Linked DNA regions of Zea mays: region 1 is linked to region 2. A link is a contact called in public Hi-C data. All regions are on one chromosome and are shown on one strand. The core of a region is the stretch at or near the end of the contact, and the rest is flanking DNA. Distances in the headings are between cores, read along the strand shown.

What was found. A called contact is a pair of places that touch in the nucleus more often than the background predicts.
Region 1: a Hi-C map of ear shows a contact between it and region 2, with 3 times the contacts expected there. The contact joins the promoter of LOC103632940 here to the promoter of LOC100284190 in region 2. A contact is called at or near these places in 3 of 25 Hi-C or Micro-C datasets (ear and tassel).

The regions. Positions count from the first base shown.
Region 1 is chr7:139,257,343-139,261,609 of Zm-B73-REFERENCE-NAM-5.0, reverse strand. LOC103632940 (cinnamoyl-CoA reductase 2) reads left to right here and starts at 2,230. Exons shown (of 6, transcript XM_008654648.3): 1 at 2,230-2,618; 2 at 2,743-2,912; 3 at 3,056-3,241; 4 at 3,386-3,548. The coding sequence starts at 2,372.
Region 2 is chr7:139,003,972-139,008,550 of Zm-B73-REFERENCE-NAM-5.0, reverse strand. It overlaps LOC100284190 (dihydroflavonol-4-reductase), which reads right to left and starts at 2,408. Exons shown (of 6, transcript NM_001157086.2): 1 at 2,223-2,408; 2 at 1,961-2,130; 3 at 1,699-1,887; 4 at 1,419-1,581; 5 at 1,141-1,330; 6 at 594-1,031. The coding sequence starts at 2,340. The coding sequence ends at 842.

The DNA of each region.
Region 1 (4,267 bases), core at 981-3,480, 250 kb before region 2:
ACAACAATTACAGAAATCAAAAAATGGAATGTTATTTTTTGTTACAATTCGAAAGTATGAATGAACCATTTTTTATATTATTATTTGTAAAAATATTGAATACATTATTTTTATCAGCCTTACAATTTGATGAAATGGGTACAAATCAAAGAAAACAAAAAAAGAAATGGAAAAAGGAATTCTGTTAACACTGTAGCTTTAGGGGACCGAATTTAGGGGACGTTGCTGGAGACACAGAATATATAGGGGACAGAATCTTTTAGAGTGTTCTGTAAAGTACAGGGAATATTCCTTTAGGGGACGAAATTTAGGGAACGTTGCTGGAGACAGCCTAATGCTGGAGCGCATGACCACAGGAGTACACCTCTTAAAACTTTAGGCGGCTTGTCCCAGCTTATTTGTTGTAAGTTGTAACCCTTATGTTTTTCTAGTTCCTGTTATGAACATTATATTCCTCAACACTTTGATGAATCGGTAGAGCACCTACCAGACTTTACCAAAAAAAAAATCAATGGCACATTTGCTTAGTTTAATCGGCCACCATACCTTGCAAACCTTGATTGATGGTTACAAAAACGGAATCTTGCAGAAGAAAGAGGTTCCCTGCACGTTTGTCTCCTTCCCGGCCGGTTCATTCGGTGTGTTCTTCTTGTCCATTTGCGTCTTGTATTTTGGTGTTGGATTGGGACAATCCTCCAAGTGGCAACTCGCAAGCGGAACTGGGGACTCACGCATGATGGCTGGCTCTCTGCTTTCAGGTGGTCCCAAGAACGCCCACCTCCGGCAGCTGTGGACAGGGCCTTGGACTTGGAGAGAGGTTGCTCCTGTTCAAGGCCGACATGCCCGATCCCGACGCCCTGGCGGCCGCGGTCGCCGGGTACGAGGGGTCGCCTCTCCTGTGTCCTGTGCCCGTAGATAAGGTCCTCAATCGTGAGGAAAGTTCCGGTCCAATCCACCAGTAGAAAAAGACTCAAAGCCTGCGATACGGTATATTTTTATAGACGGATTCGATTATCAATCGTTTATACTATTTTTAGTAGCGGTTTCTTAAGAAAACCGCCACTAGAAATCGTATTTCTAGAGGCGGTTCCTTATAAAAACCGTCTGCAGAAATATATGATTTATAGTGGCGGTTTTCTTAAGGAACTGTCACTAAAAATCATTTTTATCCTTAATTTTTTGAGTTTTTCAAACGACCTCGTATGATGAAACCATCAAAATAAAAGTTGTAGATCTCTAAAAATTATAAAACTTTGTAGTTGATAACTTTTTAATTTGAAATCATTTTGGCTCTCAAAAATTGTATCTAAATTTGTCAAATTTAAAATTCAAATTTTGCAAACGACTTCGGATGAAAAAAGTGTCAAAATGAAAGTTTTAGAACTTTAAAAATTATTCAACTTTGTAGTTGACAACTATTTTATTTGAATTTGTTTATGGTCTCAAACAAGCAATTTACACTCAGTTGATTGTAATATGTGGGCAACAAAACTACACACTAGACACAAATCATGCCATAATCGGAGTGGTAGAGGAGGGTACGCGTGAGGCTGAGGGCAGAGGTTCGATTCCTAGCAAGTAGCAACCGTGTGTAGTGCACGAAAAATTCCACGACTTACGACTTAAATGGAGAGTTGGAGATGGACAGGGGTGTGCCGCGAAGTCTCCTAATAAAAATATTTTTTTGTTATTTTTAGAATCTGTTTTATGTTTCCTGGAAACGATTTTCACTGGCGGTTTTATTACGCCGACCGCCAGTGAAAATCGATTTTTACTGGCGGTTCTCAGTTACCCGCCTGTAAAAATGGTGATTTCTACTAGCCTCTAACACTGGCGGTTACGAAAAACGTCACTGTAAATAGGTTTACGACCGCCACTATAGAGCTTATATTTACCCGTGATCTCTTCCAATTGACACCGTGTTGGTGTTGTTCTGACTTCTGAACCGTGTACGTGAATCGCAGTCTTCCAGAATACCCAAGATGTATATAAGTAGGTAACTAATACAAAGAGAAAAATTACAGGGTATTGATCGTGTTCTTGAGAGTACGTGATCGATTAATCCTCGTCGAAGATTCAATCGTCGGCGAAAAGTCTGTTGGATGGTTTATTCATTTCAGTGGAATAGGATGAACCTGCATTTACGGAAAAAAAAATTCTCTCTTTTGATGACCCAACCCTGTGAAAACAAAACAACCCTCAGCTCAGAAGATGTCCAAACTCCAAACACACGAAAAGGGGAGCGTGCGACGACTTTCAGCTGACCTGCAGAGTTGAATGTGCATTTTTGGTCGTTTGCATCCTTCGCGGCCGGCTCTTTCTGCGTGTTCTTCTTCTTGTCGATTTCCGTCTTGTGTATATACTATATACTATGCTGCTGGTGCTGGGTTGCAAGCAAGTGGCAACTGGCAATATACGGACAAGCCGTGGCGGGTATATACGGACGAAGAGGAGGACCGGAGGAGGAAGCTTCAGTGAGGCCCTGCACTGCAGCGGGATGGCGTCGCCGCCGCCACCACGCGTATGCGTAACCGGTGGCGGCGGGTACGTCGCCTCATGGCTCGTCAAGCTCCTGCTCTCCCGCGGCTACGCCGTGCACGCCACTGTCCGCGACCCAAGTAAGTAACAAGCATGCACACCCCATGCCGCTCTCCAGCTGCTTCTGCGTTTGCGTCTGCGTGAACACGCGCTGGGAGTTGGGGCCGGGGGACTCATGCATGTCGGCCGGCTCTCTGCTTCAAGGTGATCCCAAGAACGCCCACCTGCAACAGCTGGACGGGGCCCGGGAGAGGTTGCGCCTGTTCAAGGCCGACGTGCTCGACCGCGACGCCCTGGCGACCGCGGTCGTCGCGTGCGAGGGCGTCTTCCACGTCGCCTCCCCTGTGCCCGCGGACAAAGTCCTCGATCCCGAGGCAAGTCCCGGTCCAATCTCCTCGGATAATCGTCGGATTGACATTGGCACCTAGCTACTGCTCTCCTCTTAAATCTATTGCTCAATAGTTTTATGGACGTTTTTGCTGCTTAACCATATGCCGAGTGAAACAAACCCATGCAGTCCGAGGTGCTGTCTCCTGCTGTCAAGGGCACTCTGAACGTCCTCCAGGCCTGCTCGGCAAACAACGTTCAGAAAGTTGTCGTGGTTTCGTCCACGGCTGCCGTTTACTTTAACCCGAGCTGGCCCCAAGGTAGAACCAAAGACGAGAGTTGCTGGTCAGACAGAGATTTATGCATTAAGAACGAGGTTAGCGATGCAATTCCAGTCCCGTCAATTCTTCTGGCTGTTAATATGACTTCACCTAGCTTTTTTACCATTCATTACCAGTTCTTGTTTCCAACTGATGCTGCCAGGGAGGACTATGTTAGGCCTAACTAGCTGTTCTTGCAGAACTGGTACTGTGCTGCCAAGACGATTGCTGAAGAAACTGCAGTGGAGTATGGAGAGAAGAACGGGCTGATTGTTGTCACGGTCTGCCCTTGTATCGTTTTAGGCCCACTCCTGCAGCCGCTGATCAATGCCAGCAGCGAACTCCTCGTCTACATTATAAAAGGTGGCTTTTATATATTCCTGCTAGTTTCAAATATCCACTGGTTGGATAATTACTCGCATGGTAATTTTACTTATTGCCTTCGACTGTACCCAAAATAGTATTCGTTCTAGGTTCATTGTTATCAATTTGAATATGGACAACAAAGGGCCTAAAACAGAGGGAGTACTTGTTAGCATTCAGTGACTAGTTCCCAACTTCGACGTGGTTAATGGGTTGTAGAAGGGATCGGAGCCACTAGATTGGTAGTAATAGAGAATAGTGAAAGCTATGTTACTCGTTTGAACGTCATTTCCAGATAAAGTTTGTTCACTTGATGAATCTGTATTGAGGTACATATTCAAAATAAACTTCACCGGTGGCAAGAAATAGCCCCACGCATTAAAAAGGGATCCCGGTTGAGAAAACCTTCCGCACCTTGGCCCATGCCCGTTTATTGGGTCAACTCAAACTTAGGCCTGCTTACACCGTTACCCAGGCCAGCATAGAGCATCGTTACTTGGGCCGGTGAGACACCATAACCATAGAGGAGCTGCAATAAGAGATCTGGTGGAGTTGCTTTATGCTGCTGCAAGTATAACCATATTTCAAACAAATTTTTTATTGACAATAACTTTAATGCTAAAATCAGATTCTTAGTTTCTTCTTGTTGTCCTGTACCACTATAAATAAATCTTGTCATCTCAAAATCACAGTTGAGTGCAATAGTTTTCCTTTTTTAT
Region 2 (4,579 bases), core at 1,159-3,658:
TTTTTTATAAGTTTGAGTTCATGTGACTTATTTTAGAAATTCGAACTCACATACTTCCTCTTATTTGGTCTCTGTATAGCAGAATTATGTCATTCTATAATCTATGTTCGTTCAGTCTGTCATTGTGAACCCTCTTCTAATCGCTCCTTTCATTAGTCGTGTTGTATCAAGATATATTGGATGGAGTAAACAATAACATCAGTTAGTCAAATCAAAATAATTAGTATGCGAAGAGCGGAGACAATAAATAAAAAATGTTGAGATTTTTTTGTAGATAGTTTATGTGGGTATTGTTGTGAGCCATCGCAACGTACAGCCAACCGTCTAGTACTATTAATGTAAGGAATCAAACAACATCTCTAACGGGCCAAGCTGAACACATGGAGATAACCAAATATGAGACAACCAGGCCGGCCACAACCAATCTCACTCGATACGAGTGAGACTCAACCATACAGTCAACCACTCAGACCTTTAAAGATCTAAGAGTTACCACATATCACTCTTTTACTGATAAATAGATAAAAAAATACTACTTCCATTCTCGAGAATATTTGTTGTCCGCTAATTTATTTTTGAACTAAAGCGCGACAAATAAAAAAGAACGGAGTGAGTAAGTCTTAATTAATCTTAGAATTAGTTCGAGATCACATTCACGTGAGCACCACCACCGAATACAACACATGGAATGACATTTATTTAAAAGCTCTGATCGATGCTTGTCCACAGTAATATAAGGAATACAACAGCATGCAACAACGTTTATTTAAAAGCTGACGCTCGTCGTCCACGGTAACATAAGCAAGAGCATAGGCAATCACAATTCATGCTTTCGCCGAGGCTAGATCTGGTTTAAAAGAGGAGGGAAGCGACAGGAAGTCTCCCCACCCACATGGTCCAGAAATCCAGCCCGCAGGCAGCACTCGACGGTGTCCACGATCGTCTCCTCCAGCGGTCGGCAGCTCCACCCGATCTTCTTCAGCTTGTCAGAGGTCATCGGCGCTGGGTGGTCTCTGTCAAGTATGCTCTCGCTGCCATTCAATTAGCCACCAGATGCAACATTTAGCAAAAATGGGAGAGTTACCTTTTTTGTAATCTTTTCATCTTACTGTATAGAATAGTAGAAGCGAGATCTTTTACTTGGCAATGCAAGGGTAGTCAGGGTACATGCTCTTCAGCAGATCCAGCAGGTCGCGGGCACTGATAACATGAGGCGCGCAGATGTGTCTGCCGGTCGCTTCAGGCACCTCGTAGAGCAGCAGCATGGCGTCGGCCACATCACGGACGTCGACGATATGCCAGAGCTTGTTCTTCACCGGGTCGGGGCCTCCTGCATGCATGCATCGGCCGGCGTGGATGTCGTGAGCTAGCTATGAATGGATCGGGAGACAGATAGCTAGTACATGTCAAGTGCCAACCTTTGAGGAAGTAGATGAGGAACTGGATGGTCGTGTTGACCGTCGGCTGCAGCATGGGGCCGAACACCAACCCTGGATTGATAGTCACCACGTCGAGCCCGGTTTGCTGCCCGTACGCCAGCGCCGCCTCCTCTGAGATGATCTTAGCCACCGGGTACCAGCTCTGGAGTACACAAACCGGCTAAGCAGATCTTGCAATAATCGTCCAAAATAACAGATCTTGGCCGTGCGTCCTCTAAAACTACGTACGCAACATGCAGAAGTTACTAGTAAAGTTTACCTCAATGCTCCTGCAGAACTCTCGGTCTGACCAGCACCTCTCATCTCGGACCTTACCTTCAGGCCAATCTTTGGGGCTGATCTCGACGGCAACCATGGACGACACCACCACCACTCGCTGGACGTTCGCGCTGGAGGCAGCTTTGAGCACATTCGTGGTGCCGGTAACAGCAGGACCCAGCATTTGTAGCTGCACATTATATTGTTTCTGAATTAAGAGAGAACATCAGATTCAACGAAAGCGGGAAACAAACAGAACTTGCCTCTGGGTCAGTCAGGTCCTCCGAAGGCACAGGAGTGGCCACATGGAAAACCCCCTGGCACCCGACGACCGCAGCTGCCATGGCGTCGTAGTCCAGCAGGTCAGCCTTGAAGATCCTAAGGTTTCCGGCAGCATTCTCCAGGCGCTTCAGGTGGCCTGTCTTCTCGTCACCTGAAATGCCGTGTCGTCCTGAATATGCAAGCGAAACCAGTACGTCCAACAGGACAGGGAAGGAGAGGAAGGGTGGATGCCAGGTTGCGCACTGAGGTGGCGGACGGTGCCGTGCACGGTGTACCCGCGGGAGAGCAGGAGCTTCACTACCCACGAGGCGATGAACCCGCCGGCTCCGGTCACGCACACCGTTGCACCTCCTCCGGCCATGGCGTTGACGATGTCTCCGGTACTCCGTACTCCTTTCCCGTGTCACAGCCACTGCTAAGCTGCTCGTCTTATATCGATAGACGATCGCTAGCGTCCGCAGCGAGTTCTGAGCACGTTTGTCGCATGGCAAGTAGTAGCGGCGGAGCCGGACAAGAATCAAACATACAACTATTAACAATTATTAAGTGTTAACAATAAAAAAAGTGTCTAAGTCACGTTGAGTTAAAAGGGCTTTAGATGGTTTTTTAATTACATGAAGATGACGGGGCTGTTTGGTTTAATTTGACTAGGGTTAGTCGCTCGAATAACTAATCTTATACATAAAAATTAGACAAATTATGACGCCTTAGCCAGAAAACCAAACAACCACTACATATTCAATGTGAAGATTGGAGGCTGAAATATTGTATATTATCCAATCTATTAAAATCCAAAATTGCTTAGACGGATGTCACTCAATTAAGTGTGTCCGTTTGCGTGGCCTATATTAATTGATTAATAGATATAGACATTCCAAGATCTGTTTTCAAAATCGATTAATAAACATGGTCTCGACAAAAGTCTGGCTTCTAAAAATAATTAAAAATAACTTAACATTATGCATATGAATTAGTTAGACATAGATCAAATGAAATGCACTTGTTGTGGTGCTGCTCTAGTTACAAGTTTCTCGATGACCACCAACAAATTGTGAAGATGTCGCATTTGGGCTCATTTTTTCCATAAGACAAGGCTAATTCTGTTATAAACTAAGTGATATTTTTGCCATCTCTTTTGATAAAAGAGATCGATGACAACTTCCATACGAAACTGAGTGAAAGGTGCATTTTATTTCATATAAATTACGTAATAAACTAGACATTTAGGTCTTGTTTGGTTACATGAACTAAATATTAGTCTCTTCATTTTAGTCTCATTTAGTCCATAAATTGTCAAATGGTGGGACTAAAACAGGACTAAACAGATTTAGTCCATAGTCCCTCAAAAGATGACTAAAAGGGATTAAACCATATTAATTCCATATTTTCCCTCATTTATTTTAGTTGCACTAATAGCAGGAAAATGACAAGGGCGTTTTGGTCTTATTATAAGTCATTTAATGTGTTGTGGATATTTTTAGTCACTCAACTAAAGCAACCAAACAAACCCTTACTTGTAATCAACCATTCTCTCCATTGAATATCAATATTATTAGTGTGTGATTAGAACACATATTTGACAATGACTATATGTTCATTTTGATATTAAATTTATTTTTTATGGGTTATTATATCCTCATGTGTCTCTCAACCGTTACGCTGCTGGTTGGACCTAACTTACTTCAAACAATATCATCAAACATGATTGTGTGCCAAACATTAGGCTTGGACATGCTGGCGCCAGCCTATCATACGCTAGAGACCATTATAAATTTCTAAAATATATTTGAAATCTCAAATAAATTATAGAGTAATATTTTTAAGAGAATAATATAACAGTAACAATCAAACAATTATCAAGTGCTAACAAATAATAAAAATACCATCGCCGAGTTCCAACCATTCTGATGTGACGTTGGAATAATTGTGACACTCAACCTGCAAAACTAGAATATTGCAATGAATAGATGCCCCTCTCAAGAAGCGATGATGGACTGAGCATGTATAAAAGCTTTTATAGAACTAAATAAACATGTCACGTGAAGAAGGCATTAAAATAATGTTGGTCACCTGTTTGAGTTTCTAAGTAGCACTATAATAGGACAACACAATTAAGGTAATGTGTTTTTTCGTTCTTTTTTTGTTTACTTATAATAAAAAGGTGAATCATATGGAGAAGGTTAGAAAAGTTGACAGGTATGGAAACATAACAACAAGTAGGGGTGTAATCAAATCAGATAAGGACGAATATTACTAGTTCTATATTTGTTTCCATATTTTTTTTCGGATTCGAATTGGATACGGATATTATTAGGTTGTGTCGGATAAGATTTGAATGGATATTTACATGTTAAATATCTAACTTTAAGAATACAGATACGGATAACATTACTATACGAATCGGATGCTAAATACTCGGACTCAAATATGGATCAAATCTCAGCTCTCTTAGACAAATCGAATTCGAGAATGAACAGATAACATCTGTACCATTTACAAGCGAATGAAATAATATAATCTTCATCCTTTGGTTATTACCTCTTTTTACATCTAATTACAAAAGTACCTTTGTTTTTAATGTTAATGGTTTGAAGATATGA